3 separate regions of the Mus musculus genome follow, and all the other regions are linked to region 3. A link is a contact called in public HiChIP or PLAC-seq and Micro-C data. All regions are on one chromosome and are shown on one strand. The core of a region is the stretch at or near the end of the contact, and the rest is flanking DNA. Distances in the headings are between cores, read along the strand shown.

The links. A called contact is a pair of places that touch in the nucleus more often than the background predicts. HiChIP or PLAC-seq counts read pairs in DNA pulled down with a chosen protein or histone mark.
Region 1: a Micro-C map of embryonic stem cells shows a contact between it and region 3, with 3 times the contacts expected there. The contact joins the promoter of Add1 here to the promoter of Cfap99 in region 3. A contact is called at or near these places in 1 of 39 promoter capture datasets (neural stem cells), 1 of 484 Hi-C or Micro-C datasets (embryonic stem cells), 3 of 115 datasets of contacts at active chromatin or transcription factors (embryonic forebrain, embryonic stem cells and extraembryonic endoderm stem cells) and 1 of 9 other capture datasets (adipose tissue).
Region 2: a contact with region 3 is called in an H3K27ac HiChIP or PLAC-seq map of extraembryonic endoderm stem cells, with 2.2 times the contacts expected there. The contact joins the promoter of Htt here to the promoter of Cfap99 in region 3. A contact is called at or near these places in 2 of 39 promoter capture datasets (the C10 cell line and liver), 1 of 484 Hi-C or Micro-C datasets (embryonic stem cells), 5 of 115 datasets of contacts at active chromatin or transcription factors (the 230-238 cell line, astrocytes, extraembryonic endoderm stem cells and 2 more) and 1 of 9 other capture datasets (adipose tissue).

What each region holds. Positions count from the first base shown.
Region 1 is chr5:34,571,881-34,576,010 of GRCm38.p6, forward strand. It overlaps Add1 (adducin 1 (alpha)), which reads left to right and starts at 1,784. Exons shown (of 16, transcript NM_001331082.1): 1 at 1,784-2,033. It overlaps Mir7036b (microRNA 7036b), which reads left to right and starts at 2,271; the gene lies at 2,271-2,333.
Region 2 is chr5:34,759,405-34,763,577 of GRCm38.p6, forward strand. Htt (huntingtin) reads left to right here and starts at 2,336. Exons shown (of 67, transcript NM_010414.3): 1 at 2,336-2,705. The coding sequence starts at 2,503.
Region 3 is chr5:34,287,290-34,291,540 of GRCm38.p6, forward strand. It overlaps Cfap99 (cilia and flagella associated protein 99), which reads left to right and starts at 1,376. Exons shown (of 16, transcript NM_001370805.1): 1 at 1,376-1,471. Zfyve28 (zinc finger, FYVE domain containing 28) reads right to left here and starts at 1,035. Exons shown (of 13, transcript NM_001015039.1): 1 at 810-1,035. The coding sequence starts at 848.

The sequences.
Region 1 (4,130 bases), core at 534-3,033, 280 kb after region 3:
CTTACCTCCTGAGCCATCTCCCCTACTTGAGTTCCTTGAATTTTTGACTTTAAATTTTCAAATATTTCTGCCCTTTCACCCCCTATGAAGTCCTACATCTCCTTCGTATGCTGTTCAATCTTGCCCAGTTTCTTTATGCTGTGCATTTGCCCTGTGTCTTCAAGTTAAGAAATCACTTCTTTTGAGGACAAATTGTCTCCTAACCCCATTCAGTGTTTTGTCACACTGTGGATTTTTTTCATCTGTACATGTCTGATTTCATTTTTATATCTTATTTGAGAGCAGGTGCCCACAGAGTACAGAGGAGTGTGTTGGATCTCTTGTAGCTGGACTTATAGGCAACATTTCTAAACTTTTATATCTCTATATATTTCATTTTTAATCACTCAACCCTCTCTCCAGTTAAAGTAGGGGCTTATGGAGGGCAGGTGATTAATGGAGTTTTGACTGATGTCCGACTCACAGTAGGTCCAATAGGTCCCCGGACACATCCTGTGGTGATTTCCCCAGTTCCAGAATGTATAATTGGGATAGATATACTCAGAAATTGGCAGAATTCTCATATTGGTTCCCTGAACTGTAGAGTGAGGGCTATTATGGTTGGAAAGGCCAAATGGAAGCCTTTAGAGTTGCCTCTGCCAAAGAAAATAGTGAATCAAAAACAGTATCGTATTCCTGGAGGAATTGCAGAAATTACTGCCACTATCAAGGACTTGAAAGATGCAGGGGTGGTGGTTCCCACCACATCTCCGTTTAACTCTCCTATCTGGCCAGTGCAGAAAACAGATGGATCATGGAGAATGACAGTTGATTATCGAAAACTCTCTCTCTTCAGCAAACTTTCACTGGCATTAGACTTGTTGCTGGGTGCTGGAGGATGTCAGAAAAGTCATCTGAGAACAGTCAACATGTAGGGCAAATGTTCCTAGGACAGAGGGTACTGACTGGAATCCACAACCTCTCTGACCCTTATGGGGTCAAACTCAGAGCTCTTGCTGTGAGGATCGGTTTGTTTTTGTTTTTTGAGACAGGGTTTCTCCGTGTATGTAGCCCTGACTGTCCTGGAACTCACTTTGTAGACCAGGCTGGCCTCGAACTCAGAATCCACCTGCCTCTGCCTCCCAAGTGCTGGGATTAAAGGCGTGCGCCACCACGCCTGGCTGAGGAGAGGCTTGGATACACACTTCTGTCACTTGAGCCAGGCTCGAGGCTTCAACCTTTAATGGTTTGAAGGGAACCAGGAGCGGGACCCCTTTGTTTCCTTTGGGTCTTTTAGGATTCAGTTGACAGGAGAGACAGTAGGGACTTGATCCTTAGGTTAGTTTACCAGGTCGCTGCCAGGTGGACTGGTTCTGCCAAGGCCTCACCTAGCCTCATTCCCTGCCTCTGAAGAGGCCTCGGTGTTTGTTAATCCACTGTCATCCGGCGGGCCCTTCCTGTCTGTGGAGCTTTATCAGAGCACACACAGACATCTCAGTCCTGACTCCACCCTGATTGACAGCCCAGTCTCCCAAACTGCCTACTGATCTTCTCGCCTGAAGCGCACCTAGACCGTGTCCGTTCGCAGTCAGTTTGTGGGTCTGACCGTCTCAGTGGGAGAACTAGCGTTCCTGTGAGCAGGTGCACCAGCCCGCCGTCCCGGACGCAGCCAAAGCGACCCCTAATCCCACTGTGACACCGCCTTCAGCCGGAGGCCGGAGTCTACCCTTCTCTCCGCCTCCCAGGGCCCCGCCCTTCTCCGGGCCTGCCCCTTGCTTAAGATTGACCAATAACAGAGAGTAGTGCTGGACGGCGGTAGGGCGTTCAGACCAATGGGGCTGTGCATTGTTGGGCCGCAGCGCCGCAGGCCGCACCCAGCTTGGCGGCGGGGGCGAGTAGAGGGGTGAGGGTTGAGGGCGGGAGAGGACGAGGGCTGCTGCAGGCGGCGGGGGGTGCGCGGCAGCCAGGGGGCGGAGCCCAGCGCGAGCCGCAGGCGAGGCGGCGGCCGCACTCGGACCCGGGAAGCCGTGCTCTCTCCCCGATTCTCCGCGGAGGTGAGGCCCGGGAGCGCGGCGAGGTCTCCGGGGCCCCCAGCGGGCGTAGGGCAGGGGCGGCGGTGCTGGGCGGGCAGGGCAGGGCTGGGCAGGGCCCGGGGCCTCTGGGGCGCCTCTGGTGCGCTGAGGAGGGCGCGGCTAGGTCGCTGCGGCGCGGGGTGCCCGGGGTCTAGGTGCTTGCCTCCGAGTGCGGGGGCGAGGACACTGCATCGTCGCTTCCCAGGATGGCCCGGACGGACGCGGGGTTCTCTGTGGAAGCGGCTTGCTCGGCTCTGAGCTTCCTGGTGGGCCTCGGGGTCCTCCCGGGTCAGCATTGTGCTAATGGTGGCTCCAAATGCTGGTCACTGCAGAGATTGTGGAAAGGTGCATCTGGGTTCCGCTTGTCGGCTCTTTTAAAAACTGACACCTTCTGCCCCAAGAGAAAAAAGCCAGCTCTGTCCACGGATGGTAGTAATGAGGTGGTCGTGGAACTTCCTGGAGATGGGGCTTGCCTTTCCTCTCTGTTTTATCGTTCAGACCTCTTCCTAAAAACACTTCGTTTTTATAATTCAGTTCCTGGTTCAAGGTATTTGGTAGATGAGTTGTGTTTGTTTTATGCACACCCATCTTAAAAATAAATATTTTGGTTCACCTGAAACTGCTGTTGTTTTGACCATGATTTTAGGCCTAACGTTGTTAAACTCCCAAAGACCAAGAACAAAGCTAAAATCTGTCTATGCATAACTGCTCAAGAATTTCAGAGAGATTGTGTGTTTGTCAAAAGTGGGTTGAAATCTCAGTCGGGATAGGAACTAGATTGCTAAGGGATCCGCTATGTCTCCTTTGCAAGCAAGCTGGGAGTCGTGGGTGGACTCAACAGGCTCCAGAGAGGAAGGAGGTTGCAGGTCGGAGGTGAGTTTTATGCGGGTGGGATTCTAAAAATCGCAGTCTTTAATTAAAGCCAGTGACGTAGGGATCACATTTTAATTCTAAAACTTTGCTATGCTTCGTCAATTCGCAGCCCAGAATGGTCTGGAACTGAAAATTTCTGCCTCTGCCCCTAGTTCTAGGATTACCTTGAGGTTGACACCACACCCTGATAGTAAAGTTGTTTTTTGAGGAAGTATGAATGGTGTTGACCTTCAGAACAGCTTTTCAGGGTTTAGATGTGGTTTCGCAGAGGTGCAGGTCGGTGTGGTTAGTTTACTCATGTGTGTGTAGGTTAGTGAGAGTCAGCAAATGAAGCGACTAGGAATTCTAATCATTCTGCAAACTGGGATAGTGTCCTTTCTAAGATCTGTTTTACATAAACCATTCAGGTTTTCACTTAACTCTTGGTATTATCTGATACTATTGTTTTTGTTGCTTTGCTACACACACACACACACACCATTCATTTCATGTAATCATGTTGAGTCAGGACATTAAATACTGAAATGCTTCAGACAATACTGTGCTGGCTAGGGTTTAAAGTTAACTTGACACAGGCGAGAGTAATTTGAGAAGGAACCTCACCTGAGAAAATGTCCCTACCAGATTGGCTAGGGGGCAAGTCTGTTGTGCACGGTTTTTGATAGATGATTGACGTGGGAGCTCAATGTGTAGGTGGTGCCCTTGCTGGGCAGGTGGTCTGGGTGCTACAGGAGAGCAGGCTGAGCAAGCCATTAGAGCAGGCCAGTAAGCAGCCCTCCTCCATGGCCTCTGCAGCAGTCAGCTCTTTTCCTGCAGAGTTCCTGCCCTAACTTCCTCTGGATGATGGACTAGAAGCTGTAAGGTGAAGCAAACCCTTTCCTCCCCAGGTTGAGTTTGTGTTTTATTACAGCACTAAAAACCCTAACTAAGACAAGTGCCCAGGTATTTTTACTGCATGAGGCTGTTTGTATTGATTTCTCTTTTTTCCTTCCTCTCTCCCGTGTTGAATAAACTCTTCCATATACACACATTCACGTTTGAGAGATAAGCATTAAACAAGTCATTATTTATGCATTCAGTTTCAACAATTGCTAGCTGGATTTCTATAAAGTGTGTTAATTCTACTTTTAATATACATTATGTACTTCTAGACATCTAGAAAGATTAGAAATTCCAAAAAAGAAAAAAAAATTTAAAGCCGGGTGT
Region 2 (4,173 bases), core at 1,086-3,585, 470 kb after region 3:
AAGTTACTAGATCTTAATTCAGTTACTTATGTTTTCATATAAATTAGGACACAGACACAGAGGGATGATGATGATGTGAGGCCTCAAGTGGAAGATGCTCTACCAACATCTTGATTTTGTATTTTTAGTTTGAAGGACTTTGAGAATATAAACAACTATTGATAGCTCCCAGGCAGTGGTACCCTGATACAGCAGTGTAAGCCAACCAATATACCTATTGTTGCCAAACAAATTACCAGAGTATAGTTGCCTAGCAAAACATATTTATAACTATCCAGTTTCTGTGGTTCCAGAATCTGGGCCCAGCTCACATAGGTCCTCTGTTAGCACTTCTCACAGCGGGCAATTAGGTACCAGTGCCTTATCTGAGAACTTGGCTTCAAAAGAATCACCTTGGAGCTTTAGTGGTATTGTCAGGGTTTACTTCATACATGGCTGATGGACCACCAATATCTGTCTTGACTGTTGGCCATGGGTAGTTCTTTATGTTAAGTCTTGCCAATTGTTCTTCATCAATGTATATAAGCTGAGAAGTTGGTAGTTAGCAAGACTGAAGTTACATTTGTAGCCTAACAAATGTGTGACATCCCATTATCTTTGTCTTGTATTGGTTAGAAGTCAGTTACTAGCTGCCCTTACTTGGGAGCAGGGACATCATAACCTAGAGAATGCTAAGAGACAGGGCTCACTGGGCCTTCTTCCAAGTCTGCCTACTAGCAACTACCAACCCTGGCCAGCTGTTAGAGGCTGCCTCATGTGAGAGCTAGCACTGGCACTGTGCATCTAATAGTGCCATTAGTAACAGAGGGGACATAGAATCTAAAGGCTGTTTCTCTGCTCTCCTTCCCAGTTTAACAGCGGCGGGCTTATACCCCTACAGTAACAGTGTTGGTTTCTGTATACTTGGCCATTTCGAGAAAATGGAGTGCCTTATGGCCATGGAATAGGGCATTTGATTCTTACAGGTAGCCTGAAGCTTCATTGGGTTTCTCACTGCATGGATCACCTCCAGACAGCTTTTTCTGAAGCCGGAACGGTTTTGTTTGTTTGTTTGAGACAGGGTTTCTATGTAGCTCTGGCTGTCCTGGAACTCACTTTGTAGAACAGGCTGACCTATAACTCAGAGATCTGCCTGCCTCTGCCTCCAGACTGCTGAGATTAAAGGTGTGTTCTATCACTGCTTGGCTTTTTCCTTTTCCTTTTTCTTTTGAGACAAGTTCTGATACAGCCCATGCTGACTTGAATTCACTATGAAGCCAAGGAAAACCTGGAACTCCTGATCCTCGTTCTACCTGCAGAGTACATGATTACCACCCCTGGTTTATAAAATGCAGGGATTGAACTCAGAGCTTCGTGCATGCTACTCAAAAAGCATTCTACAAGTGCTGTGATTAAAGGCATGCACCACCATGCCCGGTTGAAGCCAACACTTTTTGCTGGGCAGACTGCAGGGGCAGCTTGGGTGTATCCACACCATTTTCAGCTTCCTGCTTTAATTGCTCACCTTTGGGAGATGGAGGCTCTAGAGACAAGGACTTCAGCGCTGGTGGCAATGAGACCCCTTGTAGGTCCTGGCTGGTTGCCACAGCACTTTCCAGGGTCCGTGTCTCAATGTAGAGTGTGTGACCAAAGTTGCATGAAACACAGCCTTTCTTTGGACAGTAACTACTGCTGCCTGCCTGAAACCCTTTCTCAGCCTTCGCTGCCTGCTTGAAACCCTTTCTCAGCCTTCTCTACTGCAGACACTTCTGGGGCTTCGGGGTCCACGGATCATAAAGGGTTCTTTGGTCCTGAATACAGGTCACTCTGGTTCCCTTCTCATTGCAGGGAGCTCCCAGCACGCTGCGTTCGGGAAGCTCAGGCCACCACCTGGCTTGTGGAAGAGAGAGCTGCTTTGGGTTTCGGGTTCCGAGCTCCACAATCGCTTTCCCGGTGACTCCAGGTGTAGGGTGGCTTTACGCAGGAAAATTTCTTCGCTGTCATTCCCCTTTCCAACCTTTTCTTCCTTCCGGGTCTCCCCAACTCCTCTGCCCACCTCCTCACTTCTTTTCTATCGCTGGTGCCAGGGAGCCGCCCTAAAGCCCACTCTCCGCTCAGCTCCGTCCCTCATCTAGCAGCCCGCCCCGCCCACCTCATCCTCTTGCTTGGCCCTCTTCACTAAGGGGGGCTGGCTTTTGCGGGAAGGGGCGGGGCCACATCGGCGGGGCGGAGAGTCTTAAACTAGCAGAGGCCCCGCAGGCCTGCGTCCTGACTTCGGGAAAGAGGACGACGCATCCGCCTGTCAATTCTGCGGGTCTGGCGTGGCCTCGTCTCCGCCGGCATGACGTCACGGGACGCACTCGCCGCGAGGGTTGCCGGGACGGGCCCAAGATGGCTGAGCGCCTTGGTTCCGCTTCTGCCTGCCGCGCAGAGCCCCATTCATTGCCTTGCTGCTAAGTGGCGCCGCGTAGTGCCAGTAGGCTCCAAGTCTTCAGGGTCTGTCCCATCGGGCAGGAAGCCGTCATGGCAACCCTGGAAAAGCTGATGAAGGCTTTCGAGTCGCTCAAGTCGTTTCAGCAGCAACAGCAGCAGCAGCCACCGCCGCAGGCGCCGCCGCCACCGCCGCCGCCGCCTCCGCCTCAACCCCCTCAGCCGCCGCCTCAGGGGCAGCCGCCGCCGCCACCACCGCCGCTGCCAGGTCCGGCAGAGGAACCGCTGCACCGACCGTGAGTCCGGGCGCCGCAGCTCCCGCCCGGGCCCCGCGCCCCTGGCCTGCGTGCTGGGCATGGCCAACACTGTTCCCTGTCCAGAGGGTCGCGGTACCTCCCTGAGGCCAGGCTTTCCCGGCCCGGGCCCTCGTCTTGCGGGGTCTCTGGCCTCCCTCAGAGGAGACAGAGCCGGGTCAGGCCAGCCAGGGACTCGCTGAGGGGCGTCACGACTCCAGTGCCTTCGCCGTTCCCAGTTTGCGAAGTTAGGGAACGAACTTGTTTCTCTCTTCTGGAGAAACTGGGGCGGTGGCGCACATGACTGTTGTGAAGAGAACTTGGAGAGGCAGAGATCTCTAGGGTTACCTCCTCATCAGGCCTAAGAGCTGGGAGTGCAGGACAGCGTGAGAGATGTGCGGGTAGTGGATGACATAATGCTTTTAGGAGGTCTCGGCGGGAGTGCTGAGGGCGGGGGAGTGTGAACGCATCCAATGGGATATTCTTTTTCCAAGTGACACTTGAAGCAGCCTGTGACTCGAGGCACTTCGTACTCTCCTGGCGTTTCATTTAGTTTGTGGTGTAGTGTAGTTAAACCAGGTTTTAAGCATAGCCAGAGAGGTGTGCTTCTGTGTGTCTGCAGGCAGTTGGATGAGTTGTATTTGTCAAGTACATGGTGAGTTACTTAGGTGTGATTATTAATAAAAAACTATATGTGTGCATATATATGAAAGAGTCGACTTATACTTAACTGCCTATCGATTTTTTGTTCTATATAAAACGGATACATTGGTGGTGCTCAGTTTTCACCGGGGAATGAATTTTACTAGTGTTGCAGACAGGCTTGTTTTAGAACATAGGCCACTCTGACTCTGACTTTGTGCCAGTAAAAGTTCCTGTTTAGTTCTTTGCTGACATCTTATAGATCTTTGGAAGCTAGCTGCTTGTGACTGGAGAGAATATTGAAACAGAAGAGAGACCATGAGTCACAGTGCTCTAAGAGAAAAGAGACGCTCAAAACATTTCCTGGAAATCCATGCTGAGTGTTGAGCCCTGTGCTCTCTTGCAGCTCAGTCCTTTCTCTCAACTCTGGGCATTTTATTTCTAATCTGGATTTGTATAATTAATAAGGAGAACTTTTGGGAACAACCTACTAAAGAATGTCATCATTAAAACTCACTTAGAAAATAAGTGTTCTGGTGATATCATTGAGCTATGTTCCCAGTCCTGAGAGTTTGTTTTTTTTTTTTTTTTTAAATAAAGATTTGGGGAGAAAAGGTGGCTTACTTGATAGAACAAAATATAGGAATAAAATTTCCTTCTATAAGGTGAAAAGTGTGAATAGAAAACTTCTTATCCTCTAGATAAGTAGTTTCTTTTTGCTTTTGAGAGTCTCACTATGTAACTCTTGACCTGAACTCAGAGAGATCCATCCTCCTGCCTCTGCCTCCTCTCTCTGGGATTAAAGGCATGTGGCACCATGCTGGGCTGT
Region 3 (4,251 bases), core at 126-2,625:
GCGAACAGAGCGCACCGGGTCCGGCTCCGGGCTGCCAGCCCCAGGCAGGCAGCGGGACGCAGCGCCCGCAGTGCGACTGGCACGGCTGCCGGGGCGCGCCGCCTGGACCCGAACTGGCTGGTGAATCGCACCTCCGGCCCACTGAAGCTTCAAGCTCCACGAGCCTCACCCCGCGACTGGGCAGAGGACTGGTCGGAGATCCAAAAGGGTGCAGGCGGCTACCGGAACAGGATAGAGATGAGAACTGGACCAAGATCCAATTACTCCGTTTTGGGATAGAGGACCAGACCGCGGCGTGAGGGACCTCTAAGATACGGGAAGAAAGAGTCTGACCAAAGCCTAAGGTTGGAGAAAGGGGAATGAAACGGTCGGTTCCCAAGTGCGAAGGGAGGGTGGGAGACCCACTATCCTAGGACAGAATAATTGTGTTGCGAAAAGATGAAGGAGCATCAGCGGTGAGGCTAGAGGGAACCAAGAGAAGTAGGGGCTCTGAGCACGCAGGCTGGGACCGCTGGGTGCGAGCTGGAGCCAGCCCATCTAGTATCCAGACGAGGAGAAACATGACAGTACACCCAGGCCCGAAAGAAAGAGCCCCGTCTGGTACTGGAAAAGAGCAGTCAATGCGCGCCAGGTACATGGTCTGTCCAAGTCGCGGAATGCAGGGAAAGGGCATCCCATGAACTGGAGAAAGAAATTCATACAGGGCCAAGGAAACGAGGTCTATCTATCAAGGAGGGACCTGCAGGATAAGGGATCTGGAGGGGGGAAAGCGCGACGCCGGGACATGGTCCGCAGCTGGAGCCGCTCACCTTGGGTTTGTACAGCCACTTTCGGAATCTGTTCATCATCGCCGCGCCGGCCCGAGCCACGCTCCGGGCGGCCCTCGCCCTCTGCAGCGCTGCGCCCGGGTCCGGCTGCGGCGCGGGGTGGACACGCAGGCAGGGCCGGGACCTGCTTGAGCAAGCAGATCGTGTGCGCGGCGCCTAGCGCCGAGCAGCTGGCTGCAGGTGCGCGGGGCAGGTGCGCGGCCGGAAGGATGCTCAGCAAGCGGCGCGCGGCCGACCCAAACCCGCGAGCGGGCGGGCGCGCGGAAAGGCGCGGGCACAGGGCGCGCGGTGCTTCACGGCTTAAGAGCACCCAGCGCCTCCGCCGGTCACGACCGCACATGCGCCGGAGGCGCCGCACGCCCCCGGCCCGCTGCAAGTGGTGGATGGGGCGAGCCCGGCGAGGCCGCCAATCCCCGCCCAACGCCACGCCGTACCCCACCCGGGACGCGCACCAAGGGAGGGAGGCTCAGGACTACAGGTCCCGGCGCCCACCGCGGGCAGGGCCTGCGCGGCGTTGCTAGGTGACGGCGCCCAAACGATGCCTAGGCGATCTGCGGGTACCGGAGCTGGCCAGTGAACGCTCCCGCCCGCGGCGCCTGGACAGACTACGAGGTTAAAGCCAAGGAAGGCCAAGAGGCCCGCAGGTAGGCAGGCAGGTTAAGGTGAGGGGCCGCCACAGGGAGCCAGGCACAGCCCATCCTCTTCTCCCTAACTCGTTTTCTCCAGTTCTCCAATCTTTGCCTATTTTCTGGCCTTAGCGAGCTACCTTTGCGCTTTTCTTCCCACCTCCAAAAATAAAAGTAGGGTGTTTTCCACCACCTCCAATCAATCTCTCTCTCTCCCTCCCTCTCCCTCCCTCCCTCCCTCCCTCCCTCCCTCCCTCTCTCCCTCTCTCCCTCTCTCCCTCTCTCTCTCTCTCTGTTAACAGGTGACCCAGATGACTACCTCTTAATACAGTGTGTGTACCCTAGCAGTTCCTGCATCTTCCCTTAGCCCCTCAGCCCTGGACCTGCTTTGTAGCTCCCTTCTTACTCCTTGGAAGCTGCTCTCCACCCATTTCTATGTAGTTCCAGGCAGCTACGTGGTTTTAAAAACATTTTTTCCCTCCAGCCTAAATGCTTGAATTCAGATGTTTGCCTGTTCTTCACTATTTGTACAACTAACAGATCACCTTAGAGTCAACATGTCCACAACTGTATACTCTCTCAGTCATAAAAACTGCTTGTGGGGCTGGGAAGATAGCTCAATCAGTGACGTGTTTGCCTAATTAGTGGAAGAAGGTTCAGCATGCCAGAACTCACTGGAAAAACAAAAACAAAAACAAAAACCCTAGGCATGGACTGGAGAGATAGCACGGTGATTAAGAGCAGTGGGTGCTCTTGGCAAGGCCCCAGATTCAGTCACCAGCACCTCCATGGCTGCTCACAACTTTCTGTAACTCCACCTCCAAATAATCAAACCCCTCTTCTGGACTTCATGGGCCCTGCATGCATGTGATGCACATACATACATGCAGGCAAATACACATAAACATAAGAAATAAATATATTTTTGTAAAAAAGGCCAGGCATTATGACATTTACAATCGCTGCACTTCAGAGGCTAAGAAGATGGACCCACGGGGTTCACTAGTCAATGTAGCCTATTGCCTAGTTGGTGAGCACCACAATAATGGGAAACTCTGCCCAAAACACAAGGTGGAGCTGGGCGTGGCGGCGCACGCCTTTAATCCCAGCACTTGGGAGGCAGAGGCAGGCAGATTTCTGAGTTTGAGGCCATCCTGGTCTACAAAGTGAGTTCCAGGACAGCCAGGGCTACACTACGGTCATTTTCTGGCCGCCCCATGGAAGTGCACACACTTACATATGCACCCATATATACACGCACATAAAAATAAGTAAAAAAATTTTAAAAGAAAACTAAAAGCAGCTCTTCCCAAAGCCATCATCTTCTCCAAGTGAAGACGTTGAGCAGACACATGAATTCATGTCCAGTAGTAAGTAGATTAATAAATTATCTGGTGTCTGTTCACCCTTGGCCAACTCCAAAGCCTGGGGCTATTACTGTGCAGAAGCTGTTTCTATGCTTCATATTGGAAGTTGTGCCCAAGATAAAGGCTGAGCCCAAGGAGGTAGGTATATCAGGATCAGGCTTAACTATAGGCAGAAAGATCCCAGCATGACAGATTTGTTCACATTCAAGAGATGTGTGCAGGGCTGGTGAGATGGCTCAGCGGGTAAGAGCACTGACTACTCTTTTGAAGGTTCTGAGTTCAAAACCCAACAACCACATGGTGGCTCACAACCACCCGTAATGAGATCTGATGCCCTCTTCTGGTGTGTCTGAAGTCAGCTACAGTGTACTTACATATAAATCTTTAAAAAAGAGAGAGAGATGTGTGCAGAGGTAATTCTGGACATGCAACAGGAACCAGCTTTCTGGCTACCATCCTTGACCTGTTTACTGAGGATTCAGGATGGCTGCACTGGTTCTAGCCATCGCCTCCTAAGCCCATGAACCTACTGGAAAAGAGAAGAAAGAGATGTCCTACACTTCAGGCTAATGCTCCCACAGTTTATTCTCTAGTACTTCTGAGAGATGGAAGAACTTGTACACACGACCATAGCCAGCTTTCAAGGAGGCTGAGAAATGTCACTGACCGGTTGGGTAACAATAGGCCCAAGTGAGAGTCAGGCTTTGTAGTTCAGGAGGGAAGAGAAAGCTGCAAGGAGTGGCTTCATAGCCTGTTGTAGAAATTTTTAATTCCAACCTGGGGTTTCTACACAGTCTTTGACCATTTAGTTCATGGATAAAAGACACAACCTTTATATTTACAATAAGCCTTAAACAGCACAACAGCTGAGCAGATACCTACCTTATATGCAATTAGAATCTACTTTCCTATTGATAACCCCAAATTATTACTTACTACTTACTATGTTTCATCTGGGCTGCTCTTAACTTCAATTGGCCAGCCCTCGAGGCCAGCTCATCTAAACCTATGGTGGCTTCTCCTTCCTCCTGCACCTTCTTCTTCTCATGGTTCTTCTCCAATCCCAAGCCCAGAAAATCTAAACCCCACCGATGTCTCTTCTGCTCAGCTATTAGCTATTGGCATCTTTATATACCAATCAGAAATAGCCTGGGGGCAGGGTCACTTAGGTCTATGTGCAGACTCCTGGTCTTTCCCCTCCCCCAACACTTAACATTGTGATACACAGTAAAAGACAAAACCTCAACAGTAGCCGCCACACTTAGCAGAGCAGCTTTAGTTGTGGGGAAAGAGGGTGCTTTCACTAACATATGTTTGATATGGCCTAAGCTGTTGAAGTGGATTGCATCTGATAGAAACGAACCCTCCTTGCTTGCTTCAGCCTGCCTTCCAGGTTACCTCAAGGGCCAGACCATTGAGCCCTGATTCGAG